Regions from separate parts of the Muntiacus reevesi genome. Here all the other regions are linked to region 1. Evidence: chromatin contacts called from public Hi-C data. All regions are on one chromosome and are shown on one strand. Each heading gives the region's core, a stretch centred on a gene start, on an enhancer-like site or on the middle of the called end of the contact. The rest is flanking DNA. Distances are from core to core; before and after follow the strand shown. Region 1 holds the start of NEMF (nuclear export mediator factor). Region 2 holds the start of VCPKMT (valosin containing protein lysine methyltransferase). Region 3 holds the start of DNAAF2 (dynein axonemal assembly factor 2).

Region 1 (4,195 bases), core at 443-2,942:
TGAACTGTGGGAGACAAGGATAGCGAAGGGGGCAGAAAACAGAAAGCCAAGAATGCTGGGGTGTAGGATATAGACTCAGATATCATAGAATTGTAAAAGGTGGGATAACTAATCAAAATGATGCTTTAGAAAAATCAGTGTTGGTCTGAAACAAAAATTTTTTGATAGTGGGAAGCATAGAGTTAAAAGACTATAACGTCCAGCTCTATAAAAGCTTGAATTAGAATGGTAACTTTGGGAAGGAAAGATCTGGAACACAGAGTGGTGTGATGGGTAAAAGGGAGAAGTTAATAAACATCTCCTTTATTCATCCGGTATGTCTCAACTACTCTGTATTTATCTGTTTTATTTATACCAAGGAAGAAAAACCAGTTTATAACTTCAGTTGTTAGTGACCATTCTCAGGGCCTTAACATTTAGCTTCAAGTATAATAAAGTTTACCTTCATGGCAAAACTAGACGGCATCATATTCTTAGGCCACTCAAATTCTGTTGTGTGAATTCGTATGCCAGATTCGAGTAAAAGTGTAGCTTTAAAGTCTGGTCTGTAGAAGAAAAAAGTCAAAATTTCTTTAGGGTTCTACCAGCACTAACGGTAGGCTTTTTTTTTTTTTTTTTTAATTAAATACAAAAGATAAAACAAGCCTATAAAATGCTCTTACTTTTGAAGACGAATAAGATACGTTTTATTATCCACATCGTAAACATTGTTTACTCTCATTCCTAGCAAGCTGCAAAAAGAAAGAAAACATGTAACAAATCATACTACCATTTGAAACATAATACTTGCCACAACTTAAAGCAATACGCGGAAGCACAGCCTGCCAAAGAGGGAATCCTTAAAAGACAGGGAGTCAACCAGAAGTGCAGAGGCTGAAGGCCAGTAACCTTCTGCCCAAACCTCGAATGTAACTTTTAAAAAAGGGATAGATCAGCTCCAGGAACACCATACAATGCTTTGAGTTTTTTTAAGTGATCCAATACATATATTAGGAAATACAGTCAAATCTAACTCAATTAATTACAGAAGAAAAAATGTAAACGAAGCCCTGAGAAATATGACAAGGCTCACACAGCTAAATAATATTAATAAAAACCGAACCAGAATGCAGATCTCCGGCCGAATCTGTTATCTCCAGCTAAAACTCTCTGGGGTGAGGAGGAGAGTCAACGAAACCAAGCACCTGGTCTGGAAACCTCTGGAACTAATGACTTACTCTGGTGTCCTGGAGTCCAACTGACTTCTTTTAGTAAACGTTTCCTGCCAGACTGGGGCGACTCAGGTCGGCAAGCCGAGAGCCCTGCCAAAGTAGGACGCAAGACCTGGCGAGACCAGCAGCCCACGAGAGCCGAGGGGTGGAGCGCGCGGCCGCCGGGGTCCCCCCGGTATCCTCAGGGCCACGGAAAGATGTCACGCGCTCGCCCACTCAGGCCTAGCCAGGTCTATTGGAGAACAGCACCGGGGCGGGGGGGACGACACAAGGCCGTTCTTATTTCTATGGTGGGGCCATGGCCTCTGCCTCCTGCACGCCCCGCACAAGCTCGGTCACCCGTCGTACAGTACCTGGCATTCAGCTCCGCAAGGACCGCACGGAGGTCAACGGTGCTAAAGCGGGTCTTCATGGCGAGCCTTGAGGGTCGCTACCGCAGTTTCCGCCACTGCCGGCCTGACTCAACGCCGCTACTCTTATGCGCAGGCGCACTGGGCGGATCTACGGCCGCGCGGAAGATCCAATACTCCTTGAAGCGAACGTCTTTGCGTCACATTTTGTGAAGCGTTCGGCGGCAGTCAAGTCGTGGTCGATTAGCTTCTCGTCGTACCAAAACAATTCGAAATATATACATATCATTCTCTTGAGACTGCATTTCTTCCTGGAGAGCTTACAAACTAGTCCGGTTACTTTGCTCCCTTGTCTGTCGGGATTCAAGTCAGCCTCCATAGTGACTCCTACTGGTCATAACAATTTATGAGCAACGTACTAGGAGGATGTCCCCAGGTACCGTTCCGTGTACCTGAGCGACGACCACTTTCCCTAGGGCGTACACTGTTGAAATTTAACGCAGTGGACTATTTCATTCGCCCTACCGTTACCCTCAATGATCAAGGCAAACCAACTCTCAAAAAAAAAAAAAAAAAAAATTTCCTATTCTGATAAGTGTTTCTCTCCGAAGAGCATTTTGCGTTTTACTGTGAGACTCATCCATTCTAAGTATTGGGAGGCCCTGGGCTCAGCATAGAACCTGATATACAATAGGGGCTCTATAAATACTTGGCAACCTGAATATTCAGTTGTTTCGCTAGATAATGGTGAAGTAAGACTAAAAATAAAAATGGAAAAATATTAAAATAAGAAAGACTTTTTTAAGGTAAGAATTCAAAAGAGACGGGGTCTCGCTATGTTGCCCAGGCTGGAGTACAGTGGCTATTCACAGGCGCGATCCCACTACTGATCAGCACGGGAGTTTTGACCTGCTCCGTTTCCGACCTGGGCCGGTTCACCCCTCCTTAGGCAACCTGGTGGTCCCCCGCTCCCGGGAGGTCACCATATTGATGCCGAACTTAGTGCGGACACCCGATCGGCATAGCGCACTGCAGCCCAGAACTCCTGAGCTCAAGCGATCCTCCAGCCTCAGCCTCCCGAGTAGCTGGGACTACAGGCGCGCGCCACCGCGCCCGGCGAAGAATCCACACCTACCAGAATTCTAGGGCTTACCGGGTGCAAGTCGTGGCAAGCCGAATTCCCACCAGTAGAAGGCGACTCTAAGTAAAAACGGCTCGATTGATATTTCAGAAAAAACCGGGAATTGTAGATGCTCCAGTTGTAACACGTACAGCGCAGCATTACTGCATCAGATGGCAAAGTAAATCATGCAAAATAGATCAAAATATGCAATAAGCCATTTGAAGGTATTAGGAAAGATGGGGAAACCCCACTAACTGTAGTACAAACAGTAAAAGCGAGAGGTCTAACTGTACATAAATAATATTAAGGTTCTTACGTTGGCTCTTTCAGGCATTTCCCGAATAATGCCTAAATATTTTGCATAAAAGCAATCCACATTGAAAGGGACAACACTCAGATCTTCTTTATAAACAAAAACTGAAATACTTTATGGCAAAACACCCACGTTAGGGACCTAGACCTAGACCCATGAGATAGGAGCAGGGTACTAATTTAAGTAATACATAAGACAGCCACTCGACTAACTCATAGGTAGCTTCTGCTTTGTCTCTCAAGGAAAATGAGCATCAGAAGAAAATACAAGAAAACACATAAGGGGAAGAAGAAGATAAAGATAAGTGTTATAAAGAAACTATCATTTACTATGAATTCTATCATTTCTGGGTTTTGGAATAGTTTCTTGATTTTGAAAAAATTCTGAATCAGGGATACTTAGAGACTTGTGAGAAAAATAAGAGGTAAGAGTAAATGGACAAATCATCCCCATTTTCAAAGAGAAGATAAAGGTGAATATCTGAAACCACTAACAGATTTTATTGGCATTTGTCCCAACTGAAAATTTAGAGGTAGTTATTAATGGATAACTTAGGATCATCTAGAGCTGTGAGTCTCAAGCTTTGGTGTGATTCACTGGTTACTGTGGTGATAGTCAAAGCAAATTCCTGAACACACCACCAGAGATTTTGAATTAACTTTGGCTCAAGGTATCTGCATTTGTAACTGCCAAGATGAATAGGGCCTGTAGCCCATACTTGGAAGTTTACTGATCTCAGGAAGATGAAGTGGTAATCATTAGGAACCAACAGAGTTTCACTTCAAAATAATTTATAGTCTTATAAGACAAGATTGCCCCACCAAAGAGGATTCACGATACAGCAGGAAATCAGTCTTGCAAAAATGTAAACATGGTACTTCTTATTGAGATATATACATGGGAAGAAAGTCTATTTATTTTAATGTTTCTTACTTTTATCATATAATTATTAAAGCCAATTTTATTATATAATTATTGAAACTATTTTTATCTTATTTTTACCATATAATTATATTTATATAATTTATTGATTTTGCTTTCAACTCATGGAAATATTTGATGTGTAGCGTCAGCGAGGGAAAAATCTCTACTTTCATCCCTCTTCAGTTCTTCTGGCTGGATTAATAATAAAAGTGATGCAAGACAACATAAGAGGAGAAAGAAAAATAAATTTTAATTAACGCACATGGAGGTTTCC
Region 2 (4,195 bases), core at 715-3,214, 220 kb after region 1:
CAACTTGACTGATAAACACTGAAAACTTTCTCAGGAAAGACAAGGGTGTCACATTATTACTTTACATGGCTTTACAAATACTAGATCAACAAGTCAGAAAAGAAAAATAAAGGATCAGAATGGGGGTACTGGGGCAGGGGAGGCTGGTAGCAGTTGTTAGAATGGTGGGCTGTAAAGAATTCTCTCTTTGGGTTCATACAAGCAGAATGTTTTCCCTACTCAAAATTACCACACTATACTGGAACACAAAGTCACACATAGCCTCTCTGAAAGGTAATCCCTACAAAGGTAGATCTAATAGAGTACTCACCTCAAAATATTTTTTCTCGATTTCTGGATTTTTCCCCATTGTTCGCTGTTCATAACAACATATAATACAAGTCTCAAACCCACTGAGATCTTTTAGGGTTTTCAACAATGGCTCCAAAGACTGTTCAAAAAGGAATATGATTTTTGTTAATGACTTTTAAAAACACATATGTTTACTATAAAAGAGGGTAGGGGAGGCAGAGGAGATAATTATAACTCCCTTACAATTCACACATCTTTGAATCAATCCAACCCACTAAACATAGTTACAGCTCTGTAACTAATGATTGGTAAATTCTTAACTAATCAACCATTGTATTAATTTCAGCTTCCAGAGAATGGATTCAAGTGATTGCATTTTGGAGTACCCATGGGTAAAAATGGAGTTGACAGCATTCTTGAAGCTTAATCTAACAGGATTTAAACAATCAACAATTTACTTACCAAAGTAGGTCCAACTTTAACTTGAACATAAGTTGGTTCAATGTTCATTATTGTAAAAAAATGATTGATGCTTACAACACTATACAAATTGATATTTCAAAAGAAAAAAAATTCTATAAATATAATAAATCTTGCCCCAAAACAATGAATCCTTTAGGATGCAACTTACAGCTAACTTAAAAAAAAAAAAGAAATCTTAGCCTTTTACAGGCGATCCAAAAGAAAATATTCTTTAAAAATTTTACGGAAGCCTCTCCTAAAATGCACATAACACTTTTCTCAATAAGCTTCAGGGACCTCTATGTTAATCATGAGTACATACACGTATTTCCTGGTTACCTTTATTTTCTCTTTGTTCATCAACTATGGAACAAATATCCTGCATTCAGAGATGTTAAAATGCTAAGTAATGCGTGCTCCTGAATCCTCGAAATACAGTTTAAGTTTTCTAAAGGAAGAGACTCCACTCATCAAATACTCACCTCTTCGTAGTATATGCAGTCAGCCATCAGTATATAGTCTGGCGGAGAAGGAAAGTCTTCTAATTCTTCCCCCCTTAAAAACGTCAACCACATATTTTAAACTGTTGCTTTACTAATTTATAAGTCTTGTTTTATAAAAAGACCCAGAAATCTCCGTTCGTATTAATCATGCTTTCAGTGAAACGCAATTTAAAGCAAACTACAAATTGTTATCTTAAAACAAGCTGAAAGGCCATACAAACCATTTCAGTACCTTGGCTTGAACAGAACCAGTGACAAGATGCTTGTTCATATTAATATTCATCTTCAGCAAGTCTTGCAATTCCTCAAGATCGGTGACTATGACATCTGCCCTATAAAATAACGTTGATCGAGGTGTAGGCACAAGAGTGGGGAGCCAGGAACCGGGGTTTCCTGAACAAGAGGAGTCCCCTCCCGCCAGGTCTTACCCGAGGGTAGCGGCCATGAGCCCCACAGCCCCGGTGCCCGAGCCCAGCTCTAGCACCGACCGCCGGCTCAGCGCGTGGGCCCCATCGCCGGAAAATCCGGGCGTTTCCAGATATTTAGAAAGGACAATGGCAGCGTCCCAAACAACGCAACCCACGCCGCCGGAGCCATACTGCTGCAGTCGTAACGCCGTGCCATCTCGCTTCTCCAAAACTCGCACAAAGTTCCGCAGGGGATCCTCCCCAGAGGACTCCGGAGAAGCCGCCATCGCTGCCCGGCAACAAGAGGCGCCGCACGCAGCGACGTCACATTCACGCGCACTATTCCGGGCCCCGCCTTGCCAGGGCCCCGGCGCGTGCGCGAAGGCACAAAGCCCGGACGGCAGCACTCTTCCTGCGTGGCCAGCGGTGGGTCGAGGCGCCCCTACGCGCCAAACCGTCTCATTCTTCTCCCCTAAGTTACAAACGTGGCTTAACGAACGGGCAGTTTAAATCACTTTTCCAGACAACGCCAACCTGAGCGTTTTTACCTGGCTGGAGACCGAGTCACACATTTTTTTTTTTTTTTAATTACTGGCTTTAAATCAAGGCAGCTTCCAAGATACTACCAAGTATCTTGGTAGTCTGCTTATCTCGAGTTCCTAATAGGCTCCTAAATTTTCATCTAAATGCATAAAACGGTTGCAGAAAGCTTGTTATTGCGTTTAACGGTGAAGACTGTTTCCCCTCTTCCCTCTAAAGTTTACATCACTTAAATTCTTTGGGATTATGGAATTTAAATTGCACAAAATAACTGAAAATAATGTGTGTATATGTATTACTTGTACAGAACTCGACAGTCTTACCCCCTTGTTCCTTATAATGAAAACACATTTTAAAAGTCTTTTAAAAATTAAGACTGTGTGATTTATTAATCTTGTTAGGAACTCTGATACAAAGCACAGTAAAAGGCCACAGACCAGTAAATAAACAATGTGGCTTTTGGCTACTTTACAACTGCTGCTAGCACTAAGAGCAAAACACGCTTTTTCATCACTTTGAACAGAGGAGTACAAATGGCAAATAAAAGTTTTAATCACTTCTCTGATTAAAAAGTTTAATAAACCTTTAACTGCTGGTTTAAATATTACCAATCTAAAAAAATACTTTAAAAAATTTTAGTTAACATGAGATTTATAGAGAAAGTTACTTGGTTTTGAAGGCAATGCAGTTGGTTCCTATGCCATAAGAAAATTATCCTCCGGATTTATGAATTAGTAAAGTAGCAGATTGTATTATAGGCCTTGAGTCACATAAATTTATATAGGTTATTAGCATTATTTTTAAATATACAATATAAACAAAACTGTACATATATGGCATATTAACTTTGTTTTCCAAAACAATAGGCAACTTGTTAGCTAAAGACACCATAGTCTGCAAAAACAAAAAGGCACATCTGTACAAGATATATGCCCTTTGTCCCTCTATGACTGAGTTAGGTAGTCTTTACATTTTGACAAAATAATAAACACAGTGCATTCTATTATTTTCATTCTATTTTTCACTTTTGTCTTCAGCAGCAAATTCTGGCATTTAAGACATGGCATTGAAGAATTTAAGAATAGTGGGTGTTATTCACAATTTTCGGTAAAAACTAGATGTAAAAACTAAGAGGCTTAAAAATCAGTATCACCACACACCCCCTATATGTGTGTAAATTCACTGCCTTAAATAGTCATCTGTTACTCAAATTTGAAAAATTCCACAAATGCACTATCCCCTTTCAGTGCAATCAATTTTACTTTAAACCATATTTTAGCAGAGTCTACAGTGCAAATATAAATTCCTTATACTGGCCTTTTGGCAGCACTGAGGATCCAAGACAAGGCAATGCTACTGATCACCTGAGGATAATGGTAAATGACTTCTGTATTTTTATTTTTCCAATTCTGAAAAGCTTATTTGATCAGTAGCATTTTTGTAAGAGCATTATTTTTAAAAAGTACTAAAATACTATGCCTTTTTTGAATAAATTAAAAAAAAGAAACTTTACAAATAGCATTCCAGTGTCAATGACTACATGTGGCTAGGGTCACTGAGGAGTCTCCGCGTTCTCTAACAAAGGCAGTCTGTACACTGGGGGGTGTGAGAGCTCCCGTTTGTAAGTCTTTGGTGGTAGTTTTGGCAGATGAGGGCTTGAATTCTGCCTTGGCGGAACAGGGGGAGCTTGAGGATGAGCAAGATTATTTTGACTAGAACTGAGCACATAGCATCGACGAGGTACCCTTGGAGAGGGTGTGCTAGGAGGAGTGTTCGGAGAATTTGGACACGTACTAACGTCTCTGAACCAGTCTGGATCTCTGTGAAGATGTCCCAGTGGAGGTGGCTGAAGAGTAAACGGACAGTTTATAAAGTGTTCTGGAGGCCGAAGTGGAACTGGTGGAGGGGTATCAGGAAGAGGATCTCTCGGCGGCGGTGGAGGTGGACTATGCAGAGGCCCGTCAAATGGACCAGTAGGAGCAGGAACTCTGG
Region 3 (4,195 bases), core at 1,053-3,552, 130 kb before region 1:
CTTAATAACTGTAATTTCCAGCATTATGTACATTATTCGTTGTTCAGAACCCTTCAAGGTAGACCTGATCCTCAATTCACAGATGAGATGAGACCTGAAAAGTTGCCTGACCAAAGTCACACAGTCGATGCACCACCCAGCAGTCACAAACTGACTCTACCGTAAGTTTTTCTGCTTTACTCACTTCACTAAACCAACATTTCAGTCGTCTAGATAGTTCACCAATGTACCCTATTTACAACTCTTATTTGGTGTGAGAGTTATGCGCAGGTTATTCATAAATAGCCAATCATCAGTAAACATGACTTTGTTAATAATAAAAATGCAAACATAAGATACCACATATCACCTATAGAAATAGAAAAGGCTTTCTTAACAAAAACAATTACTCTATTTCCTTGAGTAGAATATAAATTCCTAAAATTTATATTAAAATTTTTCTAGAAAGTAGTTTGCTACCTATGTCAAAAGCCTTTAGAATGTGCATACTTTTTTTAACGCAGAAATTCCGATTCTGAGATCATGCTCAAGGCACTATTATGATTCTAAAGATTTGGGAAGAATCTAAGAATTCAACAGCAGGACTGGTTGAGCAGATTTGGGTAGAGCCATACAATGGGATTCTAAGCAGCCATTCAAATTTATAGAAGAATATTTATTGACTGAGGTAGTTATTAATTGCTGCTGCTACTGCTAAGTCGCTTGAGTTATGTCCAACTCTGTGCGACCCTATAGACGGCAGCCCACCAGGCTCCCCCGTCCCTGGGATTCTCCAGGCAAGAACACTGGAGTGGGTTGCCATTTCCTTCTCCGAGTTACTAATTGGTAGTTGTTAAATTCAGTGGTCATTTTTCTGTCCTCATTTTGTTGACAGCCTCAGCAACATTTAACATAATGTTGGCATTACCTCAATGACAAGACACTATCCAGGTTTTCCTCCTACCTCATCAGATACAGTTCCTGTGGTTTCCCCACACAGAGACCAAGTGTTGGTTTTTTCCATAGCACAGAAATCTCAGCCCACTCCCCTCTTGTGTGATCTACCTGGCCTCTTAAGGCATAATGTCACATGAAAGTGCTTTAGACCCAGATTTCTGAGGTGAAGTCAGCCATGCTGATTAAACACCAAGAGGGGAGAGCACACCACCTCTGTTGTTCCTCAACAGTATTAGCTCTGGGTACTCCTGCCGTACTGTTTGTCTGCTACCCCATTTTTCAGATCTGTGCTTCCTTTTAATTTCCAGACAATGTCTACCATTAACTGGTTCTAATTCCTGTCTTATTCTAATAATTATAATTCTGCTAATTATAATTCTAATAATTATAATTAACTGCTCTGCTTCATCTTTCTTCACCTTGCTAACCCCTAAATGCACCCTGTATTTCTAGGCATTAAATGTGTTCCTAAAGAAATCTTTCATGTTTAGCTGTAATGGTTCTTGAAACTAGACCAACAATCTGGCAGTGTCTATTTCAGTACCACTTTCAAGGCCTAGATTGTAAATTTTTCCAAGTAATCTAGTAGCTTTTGGAATTATGCCTTGATTTCACTTTTAATCAAAATTTCCAGGCTATTCTTGAGATTAAAGCTCAATCTTGCTCTTTTAACATCAGGTCTTTTCGAATATTTTGAAAATTTACATCTTCAAACCATATCTCAAATTGCCACTTTATCCTTAACCACAATTCGCAATATCACAATATTCAGATTAAATTTCTTGAGGAATTTCCTTCAATGTCATTTTAGTTTTTTTATTAGTATCCCTTCCCCAAAAAGCTAAGTTTCTTTGAAAGAAGGGTATTCCATTCCAAATTGTCTATAATATTAAGATTATTCCTACGTTTGAAACACTCTTTGTACCTTTAACAATGTCCTATCACTCAGATTCATTTCTGGGCTTTCATTGTAGTTGAAACTAAGGGGATGGTGTTGAGAGGTTATGCCCAAAATAGAAAAACAGGGCTGCTTCAAAGTGAATATAACTCCTCTTAAAGGTAAAAACTGTGGGGACAATATTTTTAAATTTTCAGTGCCAAAAGGTAATGTAATGAATATCTCAGTAATATCCTGAAACAACAGTTTTCACTATCATTAGAATAAATTCTATGACTTGAAATTTAAACAATTTGAAATTATTAAATACACCATTAAGACTCTTGCGGTGAACAATTAGCATGTGAATTGTTCAATCGCTCCCACGCCAGACTCCCCTCTCCTTCACTGCCTCCTGAAGTTTGCTCAAGTTCATATCCAAGCATATAACTAGTATAGGAATAATGAAATTTAAATTTTTATATACCAATGTATACTTAGATTATGTATTTTTACACATTTTCATATTTTCCTTACGATTATACAGAAAATATTTTCCTATGAAACTCTGTAAAGTATACCATTATGTTTATAAAAAAATTTTATAAATAGAAATTTTAAACAAGACATTCTAAAGTTTACCATAATTTTATTATAATTTAATAACAGAATTATATAAAATAAGCAGATGATTGATGAATTCTGTTTCTTCAGATGGTCTAAGAATCTCAAAACCCTTGAAGTTTGCTGAAAATAGAAAATATTCATAAAATTAAACATCTTGGAAAGCTAAGTTATACCTTTCTTAATATCTAGTTTTAATTTTAAAAATAGGTCAATACATGCATATTGCTCCAAATTCCAAAGGGGACAGAGTGGAAAATAAGCCTGTCTCACTCTATTTCTGTTCTCTAGAAGCAACAGTTATATCCTTACAAAGACTGTCTAATCATATATAAAGTACTGTCTAATCGCATATAAGCATGCATAGGGATAAATGCTTTAAAAACACAAACACAAGTGGTAGAATACATGAACACTATTCTATGCCTTTTTTTCAACTAGTAATAAATACACAATATATATATAATTTTAACTAATCCTTTATGGCTTTGAAATTAATGTAATTTAGAAAAGTCAGAATATAACTTTTAAATAGGTATATATTTAAACTATTTACTTTGCTGTTATAAAAACTACAGTAAAAACAGCTTTACCCACTTTTATGCATAAACCCAAGTATACCTATAGGATAAATTCCTAGAAATGAAATAGATGGTATATGCAGTTGAGGTCTTAAGAAATCTTGTTCAGTTGCCCTCTATAGAGGTTTTTTTTGTTTTGTCTTGTTTTTACTATTTTTATTCTGACCAACTATTGTGTGAGAGTGGGTGTTTCTCTTGTACATCACTAACATGTTTTTAAATAAAACTACTACATTTGAAAGCACATGTTGAAACAGGGTTAACCTCAGTCCACTTTGGCTACATTTCTGTGTTAACTCTAAAATATGATTTCACAAATATTCTAAGAAAAAATTATTTTTAGGAGAAACTAAGTATTATGTATAAATATAAGTTATTTCACTAAATTAGTTATTTCACAAAATTATTTCACTGTATCATAAAAATTTTTTCTCTCAAAACAAAGGAAAAAGCATACATCAACTTGTTTGATCTAGCACTGAAAAAACTCCTCAAATTATCACTACTAAATTATAGTTTGGAAATTAGGTCAAGGGTTTTAGTATCTGACTCCACAGATGATAAATGGACCAACTATGTCAACAATAGTCAATATCAGGGAATACATGTAACTCCATGGCTGATTCATGTCAATGTATGACAAAACCCACTGAAATGTTGTGAAGTAATTAGCCTCCAACTAATTAAAAAAAAAAAAAAACAGATACAAGTGTGGATCCCTGGGAAAAGATGGCAGGTTAAACACATGTAATTTCACTAAAAAAAAAAAAAAAAATAGTCAATATCAATTGCAAGTCAAGGCCTGTGCTAGAAACTTTAAAAGGGACAGGCACATAAGTGACTTCTCATTCAGCATGTTAAAAACTGTCATAGAAGTCTGTATACAGTACTTAAAACACTAAACAATTCTGCATGTCATTCAGGAAACGTTATAAGAAATTTAACTGGTGTCCTGTGCCATCATGATTAATAAATCAGTTAAACCTATTGTGGTTTTTCTATCTCTAGAATATTAAATGGTTTGCTAAGATAGATATAATAAAAGGATAAAAGTTAGGGAAAGAAGGAAATTCAGGTAAGAGAAAAATACAGATCAAAAAAGATGAGGCCAGAGCCACAGCCAACATTTATGCTAGTAATTCCTTCTGCTGTAGAGGTGGGCCACACATTTGGCTGT

What was found. A called contact is a pair of places that touch in the nucleus more often than the background predicts.
Region 2: a contact with region 1 is called in a Hi-C map of blood, with 2.8 times the contacts expected there. The contact joins the promoter of VCPKMT here to the promoter of NEMF in region 1. A contact is called at or near these places in 2 of 3 Hi-C or Micro-C datasets (blood and muscle).
Region 3: a contact with region 1 is called in a Hi-C map of blood, with 3 times the contacts expected there. The contact joins the promoter of DNAAF2 here to the promoter of NEMF in region 1. A contact is called at or near these places in 2 of 3 Hi-C or Micro-C datasets (blood and muscle).

The regions. Positions count from the first base shown.
Region 1 is chr7:41,333,121-41,337,315 of mMunRee1.1, forward strand. It overlaps NEMF (nuclear export mediator factor), which reads right to left and starts at 1,693. Exons shown (of 33, transcript XM_065940355.1): 1 at 1,565-1,693; 2 at 663-731; 3 at 443-545. The coding sequence starts at 1,623.
Region 2 is chr7:41,552,443-41,556,637 of mMunRee1.1, forward strand. VCPKMT (valosin containing protein lysine methyltransferase) reads right to left here and starts at 1,965. Exons shown (of 5, transcript XM_065941547.1): 1 at 1,685-1,965; 2 at 1,489-1,588; 3 at 311-430. The coding sequence starts at 1,950. It overlaps SOS2 (SOS Ras/Rho guanine nucleotide exchange factor 2), which reads right to left. Exons shown (of 23, transcript XM_065940875.1): 23 at 2,563-4,195. The coding sequence ends at 3,756.
Region 3 is chr7:41,197,612-41,201,806 of mMunRee1.1, forward strand. It overlaps DNAAF2 (dynein axonemal assembly factor 2), which reads right to left and starts at 2,303. Exons shown (of 3, transcript XM_065941658.1): 1 at 1-2,303. It overlaps POLE2 (DNA polymerase epsilon 2, accessory subunit), which reads right to left. Exons shown (of 19, transcript XM_065941660.1): 19 at 2,443-2,560. The coding sequence ends at 2,542.